Regions from separate parts of the Sus scrofa genome. Here all the other regions are linked to region 2. Evidence: chromatin contacts called from public Hi-C and promoter capture Hi-C data. All regions are on one chromosome and are shown on one strand. Each heading gives the region's core, a stretch centred on a gene start, on an enhancer-like site or on the middle of the called end of the contact. The rest is flanking DNA. Distances are from core to core; before and after follow the strand shown. Region 1 overlaps ARAP1 (arf-GAP with Rho-GAP domain, ANK repeat and PH domain-containing protein 1). Region 2 overlaps FCHSD2 (F-BAR and double SH3 domains protein 2). Region 3 holds the start of FCHSD2 (F-BAR and double SH3 domains protein 2).

Evidence for each region. Promoter capture Hi-C pulls out the DNA fragments that hold promoters and counts their contacts. A called contact is a pair of places that touch in the nucleus more often than the background predicts.
Region 1: a contact with region 2 is called in a Hi-C map of retroperitoneal adipose tissue, with 1.8 times the contacts expected there. The contact joins two enhancer-like sites. A contact is called at or near these places in 2 of 47 Hi-C or Micro-C datasets (retroperitoneal adipose tissue and subcutaneous adipose tissue) and 1 of 2 datasets of contacts at active chromatin or transcription factors (alveolar macrophages).
Region 3: a contact with region 2 is called in a promoter capture Hi-C map of liver, with 6 times the contacts expected there. The contact joins the promoter of FCHSD2 here to the enhancer-like site in region 2. A contact is called at or near these places in 4 of 5 promoter capture datasets (fetal liver, fetal skeletal muscle and liver), 20 of 47 Hi-C or Micro-C datasets (alveolar macrophages, blood, embryonic fibroblasts and 9 more) and 2 of 2 datasets of contacts at active chromatin or transcription factors (alveolar macrophages and skeletal muscle).

Annotation. Positions count from the first base shown.
Region 1 is chr9:7,285,959-7,290,698 of Sscrofa11.1, forward strand. The region is part of intron 1 of ARAP1 (arf-GAP with Rho-GAP domain, ANK repeat and PH domain-containing protein 1); the gene reads right to left. Among named protein-coding and RNA genes, the nearest start is that of ARAP1, 13 kb to the right of the region's middle. Within about 2 kb of position 1,468, at least 18 of the 83 cell types and tissues checked have an H3K27ac peak or open chromatin away from gene starts, as enhancers often do. A contact at or near this core is called in retroperitoneal adipose tissue, where this site is marked.
Region 2 is chr9:7,451,489-7,456,059 of Sscrofa11.1, forward strand. All of the region lies in intron 8 of FCHSD2 (F-BAR and double SH3 domains protein 2), which reads right to left. Among named protein-coding and RNA genes, the nearest start is that of ATG16L2, 110 kb to the left of the region's middle. Within about 2 kb of position 2,208, at least 6 of the 83 cell types and tissues checked have an H3K27ac peak or open chromatin away from gene starts, as enhancers often do. A contact at or near this core is called in liver and retroperitoneal adipose tissue, where this site is marked.
Region 3 is chr9:7,617,038-7,621,626 of Sscrofa11.1, forward strand. FCHSD2 (F-BAR and double SH3 domains protein 2) reads right to left here and starts at 2,923. Exons shown (of 20, transcript XM_021102293.1): 1 at 2,798-2,923. The coding sequence starts at 2,812.

The DNA of each region.
Region 1 (4,740 bases), core at 218-2,717, 170 kb before region 2:
TGCCTCCCCCGCTTGCTCCTTCCCAAGCCCCGTTTGGAGGCTTCAGCCCTTTGGCTGCTATGACACATCACTGAGCCTTCGCCCCCAGGGAAGCAGGGACCAGCAGAGGAGAGTGTCACCCTGTTGCGACAGAACGGCCACAAGGCCACAAGTTGGAGGTTCCCCGCCCCGCTACGGCAAAGGCTCAGCTGGGGCTTCCACCGGCTGCCCTGCCTCTCCTGTCTCACTCCGGCGTGGCTCTGCTGGGCCAGCCATGGGCCCGACCCTGGTTCAAAGCCCTTCCACGGTCTCCAGCGTCCCCAGGTCCAGCTCCTCGGCCCATCCTTTGGCCTGCTCCAGCCGTGCCGTTTGCACATGAAGAAACCAGCCCGCAGGGAGGAAGTGACTTGCCCAAGCGTCGGGACATGCCCCAAGCTCTGGTCACTGTTCACACCAGGTACCAGCTGGACACATGACAGTCCCCAAACTGCCTCCTGACAATGAATAAGTGACCCACATCCTCCCGCCTTCAGAAAGTCTGATTCCCAGCAGCCTCCTCCAGAAAGTCCTCACTGACTGCCACCCCCTCCGGTTCCTAGGCCTCCAAGGCGAAGCCATGCTCAGCGCTGCTTCTCTTCTGATCCTGGTTGTTCTAGGTTGTCCCATTCTTGGGGTCCATCTCCATCCAACCTCCAAACTGGCCTGGTGTATCCCGAGTGTCTGTACCCCTTCTTGTCCCCCTGCTGCCCTCCATAGCAGGGCCTAGGACCGGACTGGACTGGGCTCCCAAGGGCACTCAGTCCAGGCGTAAGCAATCTCTAGTCCTTGCCAGCCAGTCCTTCTTCAGGTCTGACCTGAGTCCCTCTTGCTGGAGCAAAGCTTTCACCTTGCTGTCCTTTACCATTCCGACCCCGAAGGGCAGTTTAAATCTCATCACCCCTCCCTGTCCCAGCCCAGGCTCTCTGTCACACCACCCCTGCCCACGAATGACCAGGGACACCAATTCTGCGGGTCCAGTAGGAAGGTGGCCTGAGCTTTAGCTTAGGCTGGGCACACTCCCTACATTTCCTACAAACCCACCAGGGGCCCGGCCCCCGCCAGACTTCCGCCTTCACCTGTGTGGTCCCCACTGCAGCCCTAGGCCTGGGATCTTTACCCTGTTCCTAGGAGGGCGCAGCAGGAGGAACTCGCCAGGTACTTGCTAGAGCCAAGAGGGCCCTCGGAGGACGCGGCTGTCTGTCTGGCAGAGGAGTGAGGCTTCCGGAGGACACTCTCGCGAGCTGGGCCTTGAAGGATGAGCAGGATGTCACACTTCCAAGCAAAGGGAGCTAACTGAGCACGTGAGCCCCGGGGATGGGACAGGACCTGGAGATCGAGTTCCGTGGGCCAGGAACAGGGAATGTGAAAGGACAGGAGTGACACCCAGGTGAGCTCAGCATCGGCCCTCCGGTGCCCACGTGGGTGTGAGCCACCTCTGCATCTGATTTGCATGAATGAGTCAGGCCTGGAAGGAGCAGCCCGGAAGGTCCGAACTCCTTCCTCGCTGCCTCTGGAGAGTCCCCGCGGCCGGCCGGGCCCCTTCCCCCACTGCAGCTGGAGCCCCTCTGCACAGAGCCCGGCTCTGCGCTCAAGGGAGGGCCCAGCAGCGGGGGAGCAGGAGGGAGGAGGACAGGCCCAGGGCAGCAGCCCACCCCAGGCTGGCTGGCCGGGGACCCCAGAGACCAGACCTCAGCCCAGCTCTCAGAGCGCCCCACACAGCAACCAAGAGCAGTTCCGGGCCAGCTTCAGCCAGGCCGGGTCTCCTAACCACACCCTGGCGGCACCCCCAACGCGCCCTCACACGGCCTCCAGGGACGCAACCCCCGCCCCACCCAGCCAGCAGCCCCCAGCACACCCACGGCCTCGGGCCCACACTCGCTGCCAACAGCCTGACTGTGTAGGGCTGCCCACCAGCCCTGCCCCCTCGGCGCCCATCACCAGGTCATACCTGCGGGCAGGGCCACCCTGGTCCGGCGCCCGGCTGGAGGTTCTCTCAGGACTCTGTTGGCGCAATCAACACAGCTCGGGGACACTTCCCTTAGATATGAGGAACTGGGTGTGGGCTGGGCTCCCAGCACAGAGGGTGCAGAAGTGCACCCCCCCGCCCCCCCGCCAGAGGTCAGCTCCCTCCAGCCCCGCCAGGCAGCGGACAAACCCTTGGACCAAGAAGCCCCTTTTCTGGTTCTCGGGGACTGGTGGCCATGGCATATGGAGGGAGGCCCACTGGGGTCTCCTGCCCTAACCCAGCCCCTGAGCTCTGCCCTGGCGCGTACCCAGGCTCCAGACCTCCACCCCATCCCACTGGGATGTGGCCTCTCCTCTGAGTCCCAGGACTGGTGAGGGCTGACAAGGAGCAGACTTCAGGACAGTGAGGGCTGGGTCAGGGCCCCAGGGCTTGGGTGGGTTTCTTTGTTTGTCTGTTTTTGTTTCTTTTGTCTTTTTAGGGCTACACCTGTGGCACATGGAAGTTGCCAGGCTAGGGAGCTACAGCTGCCCGCCTACACCACAGTCACAGCCACAGCAAAGCGGGATCCGATCCACACCTGCAACCTACACCACACTCACGGCAACGCTGGATCCCTAACCCCCTGAGCAAGGCCAGGGATTGAACCCACATCCTCACAGATACTAGCTGGGTTTGTTTCTGTTGCACCACAATGGGAACTCCCGGGCTTGGGTGTTTACAAGGTTGCCTCAGCCATCTGGTGGGGAGCTGGGCGCCAGTGGCTCCAGGCCAGAACTCATTCCCCCGGGATGCCAGGCAAGTCCAAGGTCCAGTCCTGGCTCCATCACTTCTGGCCTGAAGCCCTCGTCAAGTCACGTGACATCCCGAGCCTCAGTTTCCCTGCCCAAAGCAGAGCTGTGACACATCACCATGTGTGTACAAGAAGCTACTCACATCTGCTCACACCTCTGCTGCTAAGACAGACACTTCCTGTTCTCAGCCCCAAGGCTTTGCTGGGCCTGTCCCCAGGGGCTCTTGGTGTTGGCCCCATAGCCAGGCTCTAGCCTGGACCCCCCTCAGCACCCTGGAATTCTCGGTTTCACAGATACCAATGACTCCCATGGCCCACCTCCAGCCATGTCCCCCTGCAGGGCTCAAGTCAGATACCCACTGCCCCAGACCTCCTCCAGCCCACACTGGGTGCACCCACGCAGTCTCCTGGGGAAAGCAGGGCTGCCACCAACCAGTTTGGGGCCACTGAGAAAATTAGAAAAAATGCCTCTTGGAGTTCCTGCTGTGGCACAGTGGGTTAAAGGATCTGGTGTTGCCACAGCTGTGGCCTAGGTTGCAGCTGTGGCTCAGATTTAATCCCTGGCCTGGGAATTTCCATATGCTGTGGATATGACCATTTAAAAAAAAAGAGGAGTTCCTTTTGTGGCACAGTGGTTAACGAATCTGATTAGGAACCACAAGGCTGCAGGTTCGAACCCTGGCCTTGCTCAGTGGGTTAAGGATCCGGCATTGCGTGAGCCGTGGTGTAGGTTGAAGATGCAGCTCAGATCCCACGTTGCTGTGGCTCTGGCGAAGGCTGGAGGCTACAGCTCCGATTAGACCCCTAGCTTGGGAACCTCCATATGTCATGGGAGTGGCCCAAGAAAAAGCAAAAAGACTAAATAAATAAAGAAAGAAAAGAAAAGAAAGAAACGGCTCTTACATCAGGAGCCCCACAACAGGGCACGAAGCTCAGCAAAGAGGGGAGGTTGGGTTTCAGTGCTGTCTCCCAGCTCTCCCTGCCCCAACCAGGTACCCTTGGGCAGTGCACAACACACACAACTGTACCCAGTGGGCCAGGCGAGAGGCAGGCTGTTTTAACAACCTCCCTAGGGCAGCACCCTCAGCATCAACCTAATAAAATGTAAAACTAGTTTTATCAATGATCAAGGGACATTAAAGACTAAGGGACAGTGGACATCCCTGACCTCAATTTCAGGCCCAGCCCTAACTCCCACCCCAAGCCTGAAAGACCATCACTTTCTGCAGCCTCCGTGCCGACACTGTTTGAAGGTTTTGGAGTTGCATGTCGCCGTCATAATCAGAAGGGAAAAATCACAAAGTATTTTAAGTCTCTTAGAATTGAGTCCCAGTTTGTCCCCCCGAACCATCACTATAGTCGCTTTATGATTTTAAACACAGCACACAGAGTCGACCAAGCGCGAGCCGTGGTGAAGAAAAGGACGACTTCCTGGGCCGCAGGGACAGCCGAGCCCCAGACTCACCCCCCCACTGTCTTCTCCTCCGCAGTCTCTCAATAACATCCCCCCAACCCCAGCCCAGGGATCCAGGGGCCAGTAACAGACTGGAGCCCATGGACTTCCAAATGCGAGTTGACTGAGGTCTGCGACCAACACGAGACTCCGGGTCCCCCAGTGGTTTGTCCCCTAGATGGCATCTGACCCCACCCCAGCCCTGCCGCTCACCCACGCCCCCCCACCCCACCCACCTCACCCCAGAGCCCCTCAGGCCCAAGCCCCTCCCCACCCAGGAGAGGGTCGGTCAGGAGGGAGGGTGGGTGCTAAGTGAGACTCACAAGAAACGGAGCCTAAAGTCACAGGTCCAAAAGTCTGTGACATGCTAAGCCCCTAGGCCCTCCCAGGACCCCCACCCCTTCCCCCAACTGCCTCCCCAGCCCCCTCCTCTCCACCCTGCTAGACTCCTGGGCCCTCCTCCCAGCCTCCTGCCCTTCCCCCCACCCTCAGCCGAGCGCCCTCCGCCCTCCA
Region 2 (4,571 bases), core at 958-3,457:
AATTATCAAAGAGGTACACAAAGATTTGTATAAAAGAATCTTCACTACAGATTTATAAAAATAGACGAAAAGGGGCAAGAAAATCTATGGCATATTAATATAATCAAATACTACATGGTCATTAAAATCACATTTTCAGGTAATATTTAAAGTTAGAAATATTTCAAAATGTATTTCATGTGAAAAAAGTCCTTGTGAAAACAAAATGACACCAATTTTGATGTATATGCAATATATGCATAGAAAAAATTAGAGGGATATGCCGAAATGAAATCAAGAGTGATGTTGGTTTACTGCTTCAGAGTCGAGCTGGAGTTGTTTACCTAGCTGCGCCCATAGCATGTGGAAGTTGACAACACCAGATCTTTAACCAGCTGAGCCACCAGGCAACTCCCATTCATTTTACTTTTATCATAGCCATCCTAGTAGGTACGAAGTGGTATCTTGTGATTTTCATTAGCATTTCCTTAATGCCTAATGATTCTGAACATATTTTCATGTGCTTATTGGCCATTCGTATATATCTGTGGAAACGTCCATTCAAATTATCTTCTCGCTTTCTAACTGGGCTGTTTGCCTTTTGTTATTGAGCTGCAACAGTTTGTTATACATTTTTGATACTTAAATTCTATCAGATATATTAGTTATAAGTATTTGCTCCAGTTCTATAAATTGTCTTCTTGCTTTCTTGACAGAGTCCTTTGATGCACAAAGGTTTTAATTTTGATGAATTCTAACTTCTTTTTTTTTTTTTTTTGCTTTTTAGGATGGCACCCACAGCATATAGAAGTTCCCAGGTTAGGGGTCAGATCAGAACTACAGCTGCCGCCTACATGGCCTACACCACAGCCACAGAAACAAGGGATCTGAGCTGTGTCTGTGACCTACCCTCAGCTCACAGCAACACTGGATCCCCAAACCACTGAGCAAGGCCAGGGATCAAAGCCGCATCTTCATGGATATTACTTGGGTTTGTTTCTACTGCACCACAATAGGAATTCCCCCTAATTTATTTTCCATTTTGTTGTTTGTGCTTTTGGTGTCCCATCCACTTCGGAATCCACTGCCAAATCCAAGGTCATGAAGATCTGTCCTCATGCTTCCTTCTAAGGGTTGTAGTTTTTAGTTCTTACATTTAGGTCTTCGATCCATTTTGAGTTAATTTTTGTACATGGTGAAAAGTAAGGCTCCAATGTCTTCCTTCTGTCTGTGTATATACAGGTGTCCCAGTACCATTTGTTGCAAAGACTACTGTAGAAAATGAACTGACCGTGTACATATGGGCATATTTCTGGACTCTCGATTCTACTCCACTCATCTGTGTGTCTATACTTAACGTCAGTACCACACCACTTTGATTTTAGAGTAAATTCTGAAAACAGAAAGTGAGTCCTGTAACTTTGTTGTTCTTTCTCAAGATTATTTTAACTGTTAAAGAGCTCTTACAACACCCCAAAAATTTCAGGATTAACTTCCCAATTTCTACATAACATGCAGTTGGAAATCTGAGAGAGGCTGCACTGAACCTGCAGGACAATTTGGGCAGTACTACTATCTAAACAATACTAAGCCTTCTAATTCATGAACATGGGACGTCTTTCCAATTATTTTGGTCTCTAATTTCTTCAACAAAATTGTGTACTCTTCAGTGTACAAATCCTATACCTCCTTGGTTAATAGACAGAATGGATTCTCCCTCAGAACCTCCAGAAGGAACTAACCCTGCTAACACCTTGATTTTAGACTCTTGGCTTTCAGAGTTGTGAGAGAGTAAATTTTTATCATTTTAAGCCACCATATTTGTGGTAATTTGTTACAGCAGTCCTAGGAAATGAATAGAGTCAGTCTACCTAAAAGCCTGTCAATTTTGTTGACCTTTCCAAGAAATCAACTTCTCTTTTTTTCTGATTCTCACTATTGTTTTTCTATTTCTGACTTCATTTATCTCTGCTCTGTTTATTATTTCCTTCCTTCTCTTCTGCTTTGGGTTTAGTTTCCTCTTATTTTTCTATTTCCTAGTTTCTAAGACGGAAGGTTTAGTTAGACATTCGAGATCTTTCTTCTTTTTTAATGTATGTGTTTATAGCTATTACAGCTCTGGGAATCAAACAAAAGCAAACAATAAATTGAAAAACTGCTGACCTCTGGGTAAGAAGAGTGGCATTCTTGCCTGGGGCCGTTCCCAGCTCTGTTCAGTTAGGTAATAGTGTTACCAAGGAAAGGCTGGTGGTGAAAACCAGCAAGTTCAATGCCAGGGAGACTAACCTAATATGGAGCAGAGGTTTAAAAAACTCATGTCCAGTGCATCAGGAAAGACAACAGCTCTGCTAATCCTGAGACTGAGGTCCCCGTTGGGATGAGCCCCTGATCAGCAGATTAGCCAAAAATTTAACACAAAGTCCTGGAAATCAAAGAGCCATAAACTCTCCATGAATCCCTGGCTGACAGGGAGGCTCTTTACACATGCAGATGAGACCTTAGAGGGCACAAGCAAGGTAAGTTGGCCTGAACTCTGAACTTACTCCCCAAGGACCACAGATCCAGCCAAAGGGTGAAAGTCTTACTGATTTGAGATGTTTCAGCACAATTTCTGACCAATCACAGACTGATTGCCAAGCTATGCAGACACAGGGATGAATCACAGAAATCCAAGCATAAAAATAAGAATAAAAAAAGAAACCGAGCAGAGATCTCAGTGGCAGCATTCTGCAGAACAGACAGATTCTGCAGAATTAGTCTGGGCAAGCAAAGACCCAACCAACCAACCAACTTGACAAAAACAGGAACAAAAACAAACCCCCAGAGGGGCAAAAAAAAAAATCCAGATACTCCACAATTATAATCTCAAATGCCTAGTTTTAACAGAAAGTTGAGACATGCAAAGAAACATTAAAATGTTAATCCACACTCAGAGAAAAAAAGGAGGTAATAAAAATTGCCTGAGTGGGTCAAGATATTTGATTTTGTAGACACAGACCTTAAAGCAAGTTTTATAAAAATGTTCAAAGAATTAAAAGGAAAATATGGCAGGGACTCAACAAGTAAGGAATCTCCACAGCTAAGAATCTATGCATGAGAAAGAAAAGCATTTGTTCACATAAAGACTTGTATATGAATATTCACAGCTAAATTGCTAAAAATAGTAAAAAACCTAGAAAAAATCCAAAAGTCTAACAACTGGTGAGTTGATAAACAAAAATGTGGCGTTTCCACATAGTGGAGAATTATCAAAAATTTTTAAAAATGAACTGCTGATAAATGTTACAATGTTGATCAATTTATCAGCAATCTCAAAAACATGCTAAGTGAAAGAAGCCAGACATAAAAAACTACGCATTGTATGATTCCATTTATGTAAAATGTCCAGAAAAAGCAATCTATAGAGACAGAAAAGCAGACTGGTGGTTGTCTGGGGCTGTGAGTGTGAGCTGGCATTAGCTACTAATAGGTATATGAAGGAACTTTCAGAAGTGATAGAAATTTTCTAAAATGAAATTGTGAATTTTATAAATTTTCTGAGAATAAATGAATTGTATACTTATAATGGATGAATTTTATGGCATGAAAATTATCTTAGTAAAGCTGTTTAGAAACTGTCACTAGATTAATATAATGGACAGTACCGTTTATACGCATTATGAACAAATAAGTAAGGAATGTAAACAAAAAACATCCAAGAGAGCAACAAAAACTCTAAAATGGGAAAAATGATGTTCTACACCATTAGGAAGAAAATGAGAAGCATTAACCAAAGGATAAAAGAACCCCCCCAAAAATACAGTTATCCACTACTTTTTGAAAGTTTGCTTTATGCTGCTTCACTTTTCCAAAAACACTTGCACTAGTACATGTTTTTTTGCTAACTGAAAGAAATCTGAGGAGGATTTTTAACTTAACAAAAAAATTAAAAAGACAAAAAGCAAAACAGCATTTGGTGTTTTTTAGTAGTGAGCTGTTTAGAGGGAGCACGTACACACATACACTAAGCTGCAAGAGGGGTCCGCCAAGTCCTTCTTCAGAAACTACACCCAGCATCTCAACACCAAGCTGCCATAGCTTTGAATCGTGCTGTGAGCAGCTGTGCTTTATCTTAAATTATTCTGTGCATCTGTTAGCAACTCGTGTCCTAAGGTAACTGCTTCTTCACTTTGTGCCGTTCTAGCTTATGTAAAGTTTCACAGGAATGCTCTACTTTTCCATGAGGGAAACAGTATTGAGATGAGAAGACTCAGGGTTAAAAGACATTATCCAAGTAACCTATAAATTCAGGGTAGTCCCAATTAAAGTGCATGAGCGTTCCCGCCATGCTCAGCGGAAACGAACGTGACTAGCATCCATGAAGACACGGATTCAATCCCTGGCCTTGCTCAGTGGGTTAAGGATCCAGTGTTGCCCTGAGCTGTGGTGTAGGTTGCAGATGCAGCTCAGATCCTGTGTTGCTGTGACTGTGGCTTAGGCCGGCAGCTGCAGCTCTGATTTGACCCCTAGCCTGGGAACCTCCATGTGCCATGGGTGCGGCCCTAAAAAGCAAAAACAAATCCAAGCAAAACAGAGAGAAAGATCATTACAAA
Region 3 (4,589 bases), core at 1,673-4,172, 170 kb after region 2:
TTGGACAAGGACAAATGGCAGGAGACTGGACGACAGAAAGAGAGGTCGGGCTACTTCTCCCTCTGCTCCCTCCCTGCTTTGGCGCCTCCCCCACTTCCCCCTCTGTCCCACTCCAGCCAGGCAGGCAGCCGCCCCCTCACTAGGTCCAGGAGTGTGACTCCTGCCCCTCCTTCAGCCCTCCTCTCTGGGTGGGTGCCACACCGTCTTCTGTTTGTTCCCTTAATCTGCCCGCACCCCCAGACGACCGTCCCTTCAATATGTCTCTTCATTAGAGACTCCCCTCACTAGTCTCTTCAATGCTTCCTGCTGGCCTCCTGACTGCAGGACCTCCAGCATGATGCTAAGTGAGATAAATCCGAGAAAGAAAAATAGGATATCACTTATACATGGAATCTTAAAAAAAAAAAATACAACAAACTAGTAAATATAACAACAAGAACAGAAAAAACCAGACTCACTGATATAGAGAAGAAACCGGCAGTTCCCAGCAGGAGAGGGAGATGGAGGAGCAATATAGGGACATGGAGGGAAAAGACTCAAACCCTGATGTGTAAAACAAGCTATAAAGATATATTGTACAACACGGGGTATGGCCAGCATTCTATAATAAGCATAAGTGGAGGAGTTCCCTGGCAGCTCAGCAGGTTAAGGATCTGGCATTGTCACTCCTGTGGTTCTGGTTACAGCTGTGGCATGAGTCCATTCCCTGACTCGGGAACTTCCGCATGCCATAGGCAAGGGGAAAAAAAAAAAATATATATATATATATCCTTTAAAAATTGCGAATCATCATATCGTACACATGCAATACATAAAATTGTACCTCAGAGTTCCCATTGTGGCTCAGTGGTAATGAACCTGACTAGTAGCCATGAGGATGAAGATTCAATCCCTGGCCTCACTTGGTGAGTTTAATATCCGGCACTACCATGAGCTGTGGTGTAAGATGCAGATGTGGCTCGGATCCCATGGTGCTGTAGCTGTCGTGGAGGCCGGCAGCGGCAGCCCAGTTTCAACCCCTGGCCTGGGAACGTCCATATGCTGCAGGTGTGGCCCTAAAAAGCAAAAAAAAAAACCAAAAAATTCAAAACATTGTACATCAATTATACTTCAATGTAAAAAAATTGAATACAAAAAATATATAGAGGACTCTTCACCTAGATGTGCCTGTTTGGCTTTCTCAGGTTGAGACCAAAGACTCAACCAGCCTGGCCCGTGAAGAGTCTCCCATGCACCTGCTCTAGGCAGATGGGTGCCACTTGGCTTCTTTGAGGGCCCCAGGGTCTGCTTCTGACGTAACTGTCACACCTAAAAGCACTTCTGTGGGCAGAGTCAGAGGAGACAGGGCCACCTGCAGCCAGGTAACAGGGACGGGAGGGCTGAACCAAGACCACCAAATAAGACGTGCCTCGAGACAGGGCACGGCCATGGCACCGCGCAGGCAGGGAAGGCGGCAGGGCTGTGGGAAGTCAGGAACCTGCTTTGCCCAGAGAAGGCTCGCTAGAGGCCAGGCAGGGCCTGGTCCGGAATCCTAGGGTCCTGGAAAGGCAGGGAGGAGAGGGAGGAGAGGCTCATCTCAGGAGAGAGCTGAGCAAAGGCTTGGCAGAGGAAGCGGGATCCCTGAGGGGCAGGGGCTTGGTGGGCCACACAGAGGTCCATGGCAAGGGCCTCTTGGCCTCCGGGGACACGGCGCCCAAGGCCGCACTAGCCTGGCACAGGGCTCCCACCCGAGGCCAGGCCTCCCACGTTCCACACAAGCTCTCCCACCTCCCTCTGGACTGAGCTGTCACCCCAACCCTTTCACTTCCTCCCTGACGGCACCTGCCCAGACCGCAGCCCTGGCAAGGCCCCGTTTTCTGTTCTCATTTCCTCTACACCTCTGTGGGCTCCTAACAAAGTTTCAATTTCTCAAAAAAAAAAAAAAAGTTTCAATTTCTCAACAGGGGTTGGGCCCGACCCTGACCTAGGTACCTTCAGTCTTGCAATCTTGTTACTGCCTCTGTGCCATGATTCCCGCCTCTCCCCCTGCCCAGCTCCGCCCTGTGCTCTGCCCTCCTGAACAGCTTGGCCAAGCCATTTGACTCGCTGTTTTGACCCAGGCGCTCCTTTGCTCGAGACCCTTCTATGGCTCCCTCTGCCCTGCCCACAGAGCACAGGCTTCTTAATGTGACATTCTAGGCCTTTCTCTGCCCAGCTCCTGCCGGCCCACCCAGCCGCGTCTCTTCAGTGTATTTGTTCCCCAAAGAACACACACACGCGCTGTGTTGGAACTTGTCGGGTTCTTCCAGCATCTTCGCCCTTCTGAACCTGCCTTTGCCCCCTTCTCTGCCTGATAGACTCATATTCATCCTTCAAACCCCAGCTCAAAACTCCAGCTTCTGGAAAACCTTTCAGAATGAATCCCCCTGCCTCGGGGTCTCCATAGCCTTGTTCAGACCTTGATGACAACACTAAGCCCAAGCCCACTAGGCTTCGATGGTGTTGTGTCTTTTTTTGAACCCCCACTTCCGTTTCAGTCTCTGGCCCCTGCTGGACCGCTTCTTAGCTATGTGACCTTGGGCAAGTCACTGGAACTTCCTCTGAGCCCCAGGCTGGATTAGATGCTCTCTGTTGACAGTTTTTCAGCACCCACATGCACATCAATAATCGTGATGAACTGTAGTTATCTCCCACTAGGCTGTGAATAAGCTCCCTCTTCTGCAGGGGCCTCCCCTTCCCCTGCCCCGGCCCCTCCCTGCGCCCTGGCCCGCGTGGGCCAGGGCTCTGGACCAGAGAGCAGGCCTACACCAGGCCTCACCTGTTGCTGTCCCATGGGCTTTCAGGGTGGAAGCTGCCAGATGCCCAGACAGTTTTACTTCCCTCCTGGCTGCAGAGCACCGAGAGCAACTGTCAGCCTTCAAGCACTTCCGTCTCGCTCAGAGCCAGGCTTCCTTTTCACCCCTTCCGTAGGCAGCAAGCCGACCGTGGCCGCAGGCTCTGTGCCAGCTCCTGGGGAGTTTTGTTTCTTCTTGGAAGCCAAGCTCAGACCGCTTGGGAGGTGGACTCCCCCTAAGCACGGTCTCCCCCCTTGGGGGTTTGCGGCGGGAAAGCCTGATTACCCAAAACACTCGGAGGTTGGAGTCTTGACCTCATTTGACCTGTCCAGCTATAGAGCGAAAGGTTTCATATGAAGAAACTCCTGCAGACTCATAACCCCTCAGAGCCCTTGATGGAGCCTGTTCCTTTCACAGATGGGGAGCCCGAGGTCCAGAAAAGGACTTTCCCAGAGCGGAAGCAGCCATGTACCCAGGGGCTTTTATTTTTAAGGGAGGGCTGACCTGAACTAAATGGTCCCATCTGTGTTGCTTTTAAGTGCTTTTGCCTGCGTATTGTTGTCTTCCGTTGTCTCATCAGGTACTGTTCCTCTCTGCTGCCTTGGTGATTGCCTGCTGCCTGCCTGCCTGCCTGCCTGCAGCGGCAGCATCCTCACATCCCCAATTAACCTCTACGCCGTCTGCAATCAGATCGCCAAAGGTGTAAAACTAGTGTGTAAAATGTGAGTAAATAGGCCCAGATCAAGTGTTTGAGGAACATCTTTGGGATATCCAGGGTCCTCTAATGCCTAGGGTGCGGTTTCTGTGGCCTTCCCTCCAAAGAGAGGAAGATCCAGACGCAAAAACAGGGTCGAGAATATATCCTCACGGTTCTTTATCAGGCCTCACCAGCTCACACTAAGCCTACATGTGCCTGAAGGCTGCCTCTGGTAGGAAGACGACAGCTTGGTAACTTAATATTCTCCAAGGCTGAGAGGGCCATGAAAGGGGAGGCAATTCAACCCCAAGTCGGATTCCGAAATCACTGCTTCCATCTATTTTTTTCCTCTCCCCAACCTGTTTTGAATTCACACCAGAGCCGGTGCTGGGTATATGAGCGCCAACGGGGTCTCGCCTTCAGGAAACTCACCAGGGGGTGAGGAGAGAGGCACCGCGATAGCATCCGCATATAGCATCCGCATAAAGCATCTTCGGCAGGGACCTCCCCTTCCCCTCCCCCAGCCCCTCCCTGCCCCCGGCCCACGTGGCGTGTCCTGTGCGCAGGTGACCAGCTGTCTCGGGGAAACACATGCTTCCCAGGGACCTTCAAGGATGAATTCACCAATAGAGAAGTGAGAGGAGGGCTCCAAGGAGCTCGCTCTATTCCCACCCGGTGCCCGCGGTCAAGGAGGCCCCGCCGACGTCAGGCTCCCCGACTTCTGCACAACCTTTTGTGTTTTCCCAGGCTTGGTTCACTCCCTTGTTGGCCAATGAGCTTCTCATGCCCTTCACCTTGGAGGACCCTGCACTGGGCCCTGGGGCCTTCTGGCCTTGGGGGGGGGCGGCCTAGCCTGGTGGGGGATGGGCTCATGGGGAGCCGATGACCCCACAGTGCGGAGGGGGCATGAGGGAGGGAAGGGCAGACCTGGAGAGCCGGCGAAGGCACCTGAGCCGTCCCAGGAGGTCAAGGAAGACTTCCTGTAGATGCGTGCCCTCCAATCTGCCATGGGGAACCGCTTCCAAGTCTCCGCACATTCTTCTAAGGTAGGCCTGATGATCCCCACTATAGAGATGATA